Linked DNA regions of Sus scrofa: region 1 is linked to region 2. Evidence: chromatin contacts called from public HiChIP or PLAC-seq data. All regions are on one chromosome and are shown on one strand. Each heading gives the region's core, a stretch centred on a gene start, on an enhancer-like site or on the middle of the called end of the contact. The rest is flanking DNA. Distances are from core to core; before and after follow the strand shown.

What was found. HiChIP or PLAC-seq counts read pairs in DNA pulled down with a chosen protein or histone mark.
Region 1: a contact with region 2 is called in an H3K27ac HiChIP or PLAC-seq map of alveolar macrophages. The contact joins two enhancer-like sites. A contact is called at or near these places in 1 of 5 promoter capture datasets (liver), 1 of 47 Hi-C or Micro-C datasets (embryonic fibroblasts) and 1 of 2 datasets of contacts at active chromatin or transcription factors (alveolar macrophages).

Annotation. Positions count from the first base shown.
Region 1 is chr7:53,421,928-53,426,285 of Sscrofa11.1, reverse strand. No RefSeq gene overlaps it. Among named protein-coding and RNA genes, the nearest start is that of FURIN, 32 kb to the left of the region's middle. Within about 2 kb of position 2,040, at least 16 of the 83 cell types and tissues checked have an H3K27ac peak or open chromatin away from gene starts, as enhancers often do. A contact at or near this core is called in alveolar macrophages and embryonic fibroblasts, where this site is marked.
Region 2 is chr7:53,244,327-53,248,383 of Sscrofa11.1, reverse strand. CRTC3 (CREB-regulated transcription coactivator 3) reads right to left here. Exons shown (of 15, transcript XM_021098912.1): 11 at 3,513-3,811. Among named protein-coding and RNA genes, the nearest start is that of BLM, 98 kb to the left of the region's middle. Within about 2 kb of position 2,468, at least 7 of the 83 cell types and tissues checked have an H3K27ac peak or open chromatin away from gene starts, as enhancers often do. A contact at or near this core is called in alveolar macrophages and embryonic fibroblasts, where this site is marked.

The DNA of each region.
Region 1 (4,358 bases), core at 791-3,290, 180 kb before region 2:
CATGTATTAGATTCCAAATATAAGTGACATCAAGATTCCCCTTGATGGTGATCAGTCTGAATTCCTCTTGTGCTCTCTGAGTCCACATAACTGGTTCTTCCTTCGCTCAGGGAGAGTTTCTCTAAATTTTTTTTTTTTGGTCTTTTGTCTTTTTAGGGCTGTACCCAAAGCATATGGAGGTTCTCAGGCTACAGGTCAAATGGAGCTGTAGCCGCCGGCCTACACCACAGACACAGCAATGTAGGATCCGAGCCTCGTCTTCGACCTACACCACAGCTCACGGCAACACCGGATCCTTAACCCATTGAGCGAGGCCAGGGATAGAACCTGCAACCTCATGGTTCCTAGTCGGATTCATTTCCACTGCACCACGACAGGAACTCCTATCTCTAAATATTGTTTTGCTTTACCTGTTGGATAATCTACTTCAGGGACTCCCACCCTCTTAGGCTGGAAGGTCGGGGTTCCATAATGATCATCTCTCTAATCGTTTGAATTTATGGGTCTTCTCTCTCTGAAGTGTGTCATGAGGCCGTTTTTTAGATGTGCAGTGGTCCTGCTCGGATCCTCAGTGGGCCGCCTCCTCTCCTCAAGCTCTTTTTGCATCTCCTGATGCTATTTTATTTTTTTATTTTAATTTTTATTTTATTTATTTATTTTTTTAATCCTGATGCTATTTTAAAGTTATCTCTTCTTTGTGCCTTTTTTTTTTTTTTTTTTTTTTTTTTTTTTTGCATTTTAGGTCCAGACCAAAGGCATGTGGAGGTTCCCAGGCTAGGGGTGGAATCAGAATTGCAGCTGCCAGCCTATACCACAGTCACCACAATGCCAGACCCTTAACCCACTGAGTGAGGCCAGGGATTGAACCCTCATCCTCATGGATACTAGTCATGTTCGTTTCCACTGTGCCACAACGGGGAATGCCTATTTTTTTTTTTTTTTTTTCATAACCAACTCATATTCTCATTAGCTTTTCTCTGTTCTGAAGCTTTTTTTTTTTTTTTTTTTTTTCTGGTCTTTTTAGGGCTGCATCCATGGCATATGGAGGTCCCCAGGCTAGGAGTCAAATCAGAGCTGTAGCCGCCGGCCTACACCACAGCTCACAGCAATGCCAGATCCTCAACCCACTGAGCGAGGCCAGGGATGGAACCTGTGTCCTCATGGATGCTGCTCAGATTCGTTTCTGCCGAGCCATGATGGGAACTCCTGTCCTGAAGCTATTAGTTTCAGGGAAGCTGCCTCTGATCCTTGGCCCCATCCCCTTCCAGCCACGCCCTCCAGTGATTGCCAGCCTCTTCATGGCAGTTGGCAGAGTAGCCTTGGGTGTTCTTTTCACCTTGCTCAGTTAACTCGAGCATCTCCTGCAGACCCTCTACTTCTCACAGGGGAACCAGGCTGCCTTCCCTTGGAGGGACAGTTGGGAGAGCTGTGTGGTTTTCAACCTGCTTTTCAGGAGCTCAAATGTGCAGGGGTGGGCGGGGAGACTTCCCCCACGGAGGCCACTCTTGCTGAGGGTGCAGGCCTTCCGTTTCCTGCTGCCTCTTACACACCCTGCACCCCAGCCCCCTCTGCCTGGCCAGGACTGTGTCCTGCTCCCATGTCCCTGGCCGCTCAGGATCCATGAGGGCAGAGGGCACCAAAGGCCACCGCTGTGGAGATTGTCTGCTCAGTGTGTTGGCTCATTTTCTTTATAAACAAGTTGCCACTGTGCTATTACTCATCTTGTCAAGTACTGGGGTAGCGAGAGTCTAGGTTCTCCTGCCCTTTAAAGTCTGACCTCCTAGGCAGCTTTTTCTTCTTCTTTTTTTTTTTTTTTTTTGGCCATGCACATGGGATGCAGAAGCTCCTGGGCCAGGGATCAAATCTGAGCCACAGCAGCAACCCAAGCCACAGCAATGACATCGCCAGATCCTTAACCTACTGGGCCAATGGGGACTCCCCAGGCGGCCTCTTAAAAATGCAAATCTCTAAGTCCTGCCCACCCAGAGGCCCAGAGGCCCAGAGACTCTGATTCTGTGGGTCTGGGTAGGACCTGTTCCTCCCCACCCCAAGCGACGTGGGTGTCCAGGCCAGAGCTGAGGACTGCTGAGTCACCCATCGGGACCATGTGCATTTTTGTCAAATTAAAGGAATGCGGCTCTGATTACATAAGATCACATGGTGATGAACATTTCACAGTTTTGGAATGTCCCAGTAGGTGGGCAGACTGGATCATTCATTCTATTGGTAAAGCCTGAGGCCCAGAGAGGGGAAGTGACTTGCCCAAGGTCACACAGCAAGTCAGCAACAGGTTTAAAGGACTGAACAGACAGGTTTGAAGAACAGGAAATGCCAACCCCAGATCTGGGGCCTCCGGATCAGGGTAGCCCATCTCCAAGGGCAAGAAGGTCTTTGCCAGTGGCATGAGCAGCCTCCTTGAGGAGGGGGTATGACTGTGGCTCTTCCCCTGGGGAACTTTGACCAGGAGTGTCTTGAGGGGAGGGTGGCCACAGGAGGCACAGCACCAATCCCAGCCTGCCAGAAGGAGTGACCGCATAGCCCCTCATGCCTGCCTCACCCTACTCTTCCACTTCCCAGAAATCAGGCTCTCGGCATGAGCCCAGGACCTGGCAAGGAAACAGAATCAGAACAGGTGGAGAACCTGGGATTAGCACTGGGCTGGGCCTTTCTGCCCCAAGCAGTTTAGGCCAGGACTGGGTGGTGCGGCTTGACATTCCATCAGGAGGACAGGCTGGGACCCTTGGGCTGTCCTGGGTATTGTCAGCCCCTGGCCTGTTCTCATCTTGCCCCACCAGCCAGGTGACATCAGGCCAGAGAATGAGGGCCTGGCCCTGACTGGTTTCAGGCTCAGCTGCCTCTGGGAGCAACAGGACCCTCTCTCAGATTGTGGGGAGGGTTGATTCCTGCAGAAGCAGGGGCTCTTGGTAGCGAAGCTCAAAATGGATCCAATCCACAAGGAAACAAGAAATATTCTGTTGGAGTATTTTTGTGAGGAGATGGGGAAAAGGAACCTGATTGTTCCATAGAGCTGCAATTTATTACTATTATTATTATTTTGTTTTTTAGGGCCACACCCACCGCATATGGAAATTCCTAGGCTAGGGGTCGAATCAGAGCTGTAGCTGCCCGCCGACACCACAGCAACACCAGATCTTAGCTGTGTCTTCGACCTACACCACAGCTCACGGCAGCGCCAGATCCTTCACCCACTGAGTGAGGCTAGGGATCGAATCTGCCTCCTCATGGATACTAACTAGTTGGGTTTGTTACCGCTGAGCCACGGCAGAAACTCCTAGAGCTGCAACTTAATTTCTCCCCTGGACGCTTCTGATCTTTCCTTGCTGAACCCCCGCCTCCTCCTCTCCCAGCCCTGACCTGGAGTGCGTCTCCGGGAGTGTGTGAATCATGACGGTGGCTGGGTGGCTGCCCAGTGCCTGCCACACACTGGGAGGTACAGGAAACACGCCGGTGGCAGGACCATCCGGACCCTAGTGGACACAGGAGTGCCCAGGGAGGAAGCACCAACTCGGGATTCAGACCCAGACCGCCCAGGCCGCAGCTGCTGCTGAGGCAACCTTGAACACATGGCCACAGTCACGGGCTACTTGGCTCTTGACAGCAAGCCAGGGAGGGGACAGGCCAGGAAGCTACCACCAACCACAGAATCCCGTTTTTCAGATGAAGAAGCAGGGCTAAGGGAAGTGCAGAGCTCGTGGGGCTTTCGCTCCCTGGAGCCCGGGCTTACCTGGTTCGGTTCTGTAGCTCTGTCCACTGTTACAGTCTGAGCAGCACCACCGACTCCGTACGCCCCTCCACGCCCCATCCCTCGGCTGCCCCGGCCACCCCGCGGAGCGCCACTGGCTTCGTCTGCGGTGGAGCCTCTGACTCCATCTTCCCGGAGGCTGATCTCGCGAGAACGTAGGCAGGTGCCATCACGACTGTCTTCAGACTTGGTTGCCTGGGGTTTTACCCTTCCTAGTTTGCTCTCACCATTTTAGGGTGGTTCTCTCCTCACCTTGGAGAAGGCTTACCTCTCAGGGAAGGAGATGCAGATCTGGACTGCTCCCATCTTTTTTTTTTTTTTTTTTTTTTTTTTGGTTTTTGCCATTTCTTGGGCCGCTCCCGCGGCATATGGAGGTTCCCAGGCTAGGGGTCGAATCGGAGCTGTAGCCGCTGGTCTACGCCAGAGCCACAGCAACGCCAGATCCGAGCCTTGTCTGCAACCTACACCACAGCTCACGGCAACGCCAGATCCTTAACCCACTGAGCAAGGCCAGGGATTGAGCCCGCAACCTCATGGTTCCTAGTCAGATTTGTTAACCACTGAGCCACGACGGGAACTCCAAGGACTGCTCCCA
Region 2 (4,057 bases), core at 1,219-3,718:
TCAGGAGGACGTTCACCATCGAATCCTGTGTCCTCCACCTCTTTCCCAGCTCAGCCCTCCGAGAGCTGGAATCCTGGCACAGACCAGGTGCAAGGTCAGGATGGTACCCTATGGGGATCTGACCAGCCTAGGAGAAAATTGCATTTCCCCAAGGAAATGGCTGAGCTAGATCACTCTGCAGTGAAGACCAGACACAACAAGCCCACCCGGCCACGCAGAGCTTCCAGTCAGTTTTGGTGTGTGTGTGTCCTGTTCTTAAATATGAGCAGAGTGACAAGGATCACCAGACCATGAGGAAAGCATCTGAATGAAAGCCAGGGACCGAAGACAGAGAAAAGAAACTTGGAGAAATCTAGGGAGGGAGTAGCGGTCATGAAAAACAAAATTGTCATTATAATATTTAGGGCTATTAAAAAACCTTTATCTGTTAAAAAAAAAAAAAAAAAAAAAAGGAGTTCCTGTCATGGCTCAGCAGAAACAAATCTGACTAGTATTCATGAGGATGCAGGTTTGATCCCTGGCCTGGCTCAGTGAGTTAAGGATCCGGTGTTGCTGTGAGCTGTGGTGTAGGTCGCAGACATGGCTCGGATCCTGTGTTGCTGTGGCTGTGATGTGGGCCGGCAGCTACAGCTCCAATTCGACCCCTAGCCTGAGAACCTCCATATGTTGTGGGTGCAGTCCTAAACACACATACACACACACACTCTTATCTGTTATAAATACATGTTAAAACACTTGTAATATGTACCTCTATATGCATTTTTTTAAAGTAGGGATATGGATAAAACAAGATTACAAAAATGTTCGTAATTATTGAGGGTGGATGGTGGGTATGGAAGAATTCATTATATTATGTTCTCTACTTCTAATGCAATTTGGAAAAATCTCTATAACAAAAAATAAAGGAAACTGAAACAAAAATTACCACTAAAAATCCCAGAAAGATCAAAGATGATATTGCATCTATGGAGTAAGTTTTATGCTATAAAAAAGGAATATTCAGAGAATAACAACAACAAAACATTCTTGGCAATTTAAAAGTATGAGAGCAGAAATGAGACCCTCAGCATAAGGGTTGAAGATAATGCTGAGAAACGTCCAGAAAGCCGGGGGAAAAAAAGAGATAGAAAAGAAGGGAGGAAAAAATAAAAAAATGAGAAAAAAAGTAGCTGTCCAATACTAATACATTCAAGAGAGAACAGGGGAAACTGAGGAGAAGAAATCATCAAAGAAATAATTAAGGAAAATTTCCCAGAAATGAGGGAAATGAATTTCCAGGTTGAAGAAATCCATCAAATAGTCAGATTCTTATCAAGCCACATCATCTTGAAGTTTCATAACAGCAGGAACAAAAAGATCCTACAAGCTTGAGGAAGAAAAGGAGTTTTCACTCCAAGTATTAATCAGAATGGCACTGGATTTCTCAACGACTCTAGAAACAAAAGGTAATGGATTAATACCTTCAAAATTTCCAGAGAAATTATTGCGATTTTGAATTCTATACTTGGTCAATTATTAGCTAAATGGTGCGCAGAAGGAAGATCCATTTAAGTCATGCCAGGTCACATGTACTCTTATAAAGCTGTCGGCAGATTTGTTTTTAACTGTATTGAGAGATCGACCCAATCCCGAGAGTTTAGGACTGAGTAAGTAATACACACAGAGTAAAACCAGACTAAGAAACAAGTAAGACGTTTATTAACTCCCAGGAGAAAAAGATGTTCGTTTTGTTATTTCATAGTAAACACTATAATTCAACTCTGATTGCATTATTATAACCATGAAAACACTGAGCACTGCTCTAACCAAAACTGTACTGAACCACACTGTTAAGCTGAGGAGAGTGAGAAGGAAATATGCATGGGGGGTGGGGGGAGGTGTTGCCGGGTAAGAGGGCTGGGAGAGTTGAAAGAGAACTAAATCCTAATCTTTCATGTCGGATGTCATTCAATAATACCTAATACTAAAAATCTAGAACAAAATAAGCATGAAATAACACTGTTATACCAAAGAGATTGGCTAAAATAGTGGAAAGCAGCCATCTCCAGGCACTGAGAAATATGGCTGTGAGGAAGGGAAGACACTGTTATTTCATAACAAGCCCTTTAGAACTATTGGGACTTTTTAAACTATGTGCACAAGTAATGTGACATTGATTTAAAAAAAAAATCTAAATATTAAGCAAAAAATGAAAACATCTGAAAAAGGATGCTCTCTATCCCTACAGTCTCCTTAAAATGTAGCTAGAAAGCAAAAGTAATATTTTTATATCCTATAAAATAATCTGCAATGTAGAATTAAAGGCAATCCAATAATAGAAAAAGAACCATTAAAAAAAAAAAAAGATTATGAAATATCCTCTTACCCTCTCCCGAAAGGGATTACTCATATAATGAAGCTCTCGTAGTTCATAATTGGTAAAGAATGACTAATAACTGGATCTGCTAACTCCTTCCGTTGTGTTCTGTCAGCTCTTTCGTGCTAAATCATTACTCATTTATAGTGAAGTGGTGAGTAAGCTATGTTATAATGTATCTAGGGAGTGACCAACAGGTTAAAAACATATTCATTGATGACCGTGGTAAGGAGAACCACCCTAAGATCTTAGAATAAAAACAAAGTCAACAAGTCAAAATATGATGTTTCCACCCTAAATTTCTGTAACAGTCTTCAAAATGTACCTCTTTCTAAACAGACTTCTTCAGGTTCTTTTATACATATATAATCCCTATTGTACCTAGTGTTTCAGCAACAATAGAAGCATCCTTTCTTTCTCTCTCTCTCTCTTTTTTTTTTTGGCTGCACTTGCAGCGTGCAGAAATCCCAGGGCCATGAATTGAACCCATGCCACAGCAGCAACCCCAGCCATAGCTTGGACAGCACAAGTGCCAGGTCCTTAACCTGCTGAGCCACCAGGGAACTCCAGAGGCACTGTTTCTTCAATCTGTCATCATACTTAGGGAGGAGGTCTAATCCAATATCAAAGCCTCAGGAAGGTACTTAAATGTCTTCCTCAGCTTTCCTTTATGGCTTAAAGTACTCATAGAGTCCTTTTTTTTTTTGGCTGCACCTGCAGCATATGGAAGTTCCCAGGCCAGGAATCAAATCTGAGCTGCAGCTGCAACCTACACCACAGCTGTGGCAACACCAGGTCCTTAACCCACTGAGCTACAGTGGGAACCCCCCCTTTTTTTCAGAGAGTCAATTATTGATTTTCCACACCAAATTTAAAATCCCAGCTATCTTAGACTTACCTGGACTATATCCTCTACACCCTACCCTTTCTTCTAACCCCCAACTTCATGAGTTAATACTGCAAACTGTTCAGTGTTTGCCTAAGAGCAATCAATACAACAAATCTGCTATCAGAAAAGCATTAGTGCATCCTGAATTCTTTAATTTTACATAGAAGTGAGAACTGACTGCATTGGAGACCTTGTGGACAATGGCTGGTGTGAGGACCCAGGCCAATTCCTATATGCTTCAGTCAGTTTCAGTTTGTTTGCTTTTACCTGTGAGGCAGGATATGGGTTCAGTGGGCTGGTTGAAGAGAGCTGTCTGCTGAAACCTTGATGTGCTTCAGGGCCAGGAGAAAGTGTGAGGGGGCTGACAGGAGGCTGCCTACGCCGAGAGGGGCCGCTCAGGTTTGTGGTGGAAAGAGATGGGTTGCTGAGGGAGAAGAGGCGGAGTGAAGGGTGAAGGGCAGAGGCGCTGGGAGCGGATGCCTGTGGGTGGCTATTGAGGGAAGAGGAAAGCGCTGTCTTATTGAGCGTGGCCTGGATGGAAGGGTTGCTTCGAGAACTCTGGAGACCTAGAAAACAGAACAATTCACAAGTTACTTGTCATAATTTCAGGCCGAATCTTTTGTTTTCCAAAGATTAAAGAAAACTTAGCTCCCTACTGTTTGTATTTGATGATTATTCTGTGTGAGAAGGAGCTCTGGGCAGCTCTCCAATGAAAATGGTACCAAGAGCAAGGAAAAGACACACTCAGACTAAGAAGTGCCATCAGGATGAGACAGATAAGATCCTGTGCATACAACCGCTGGGAGGGCAGG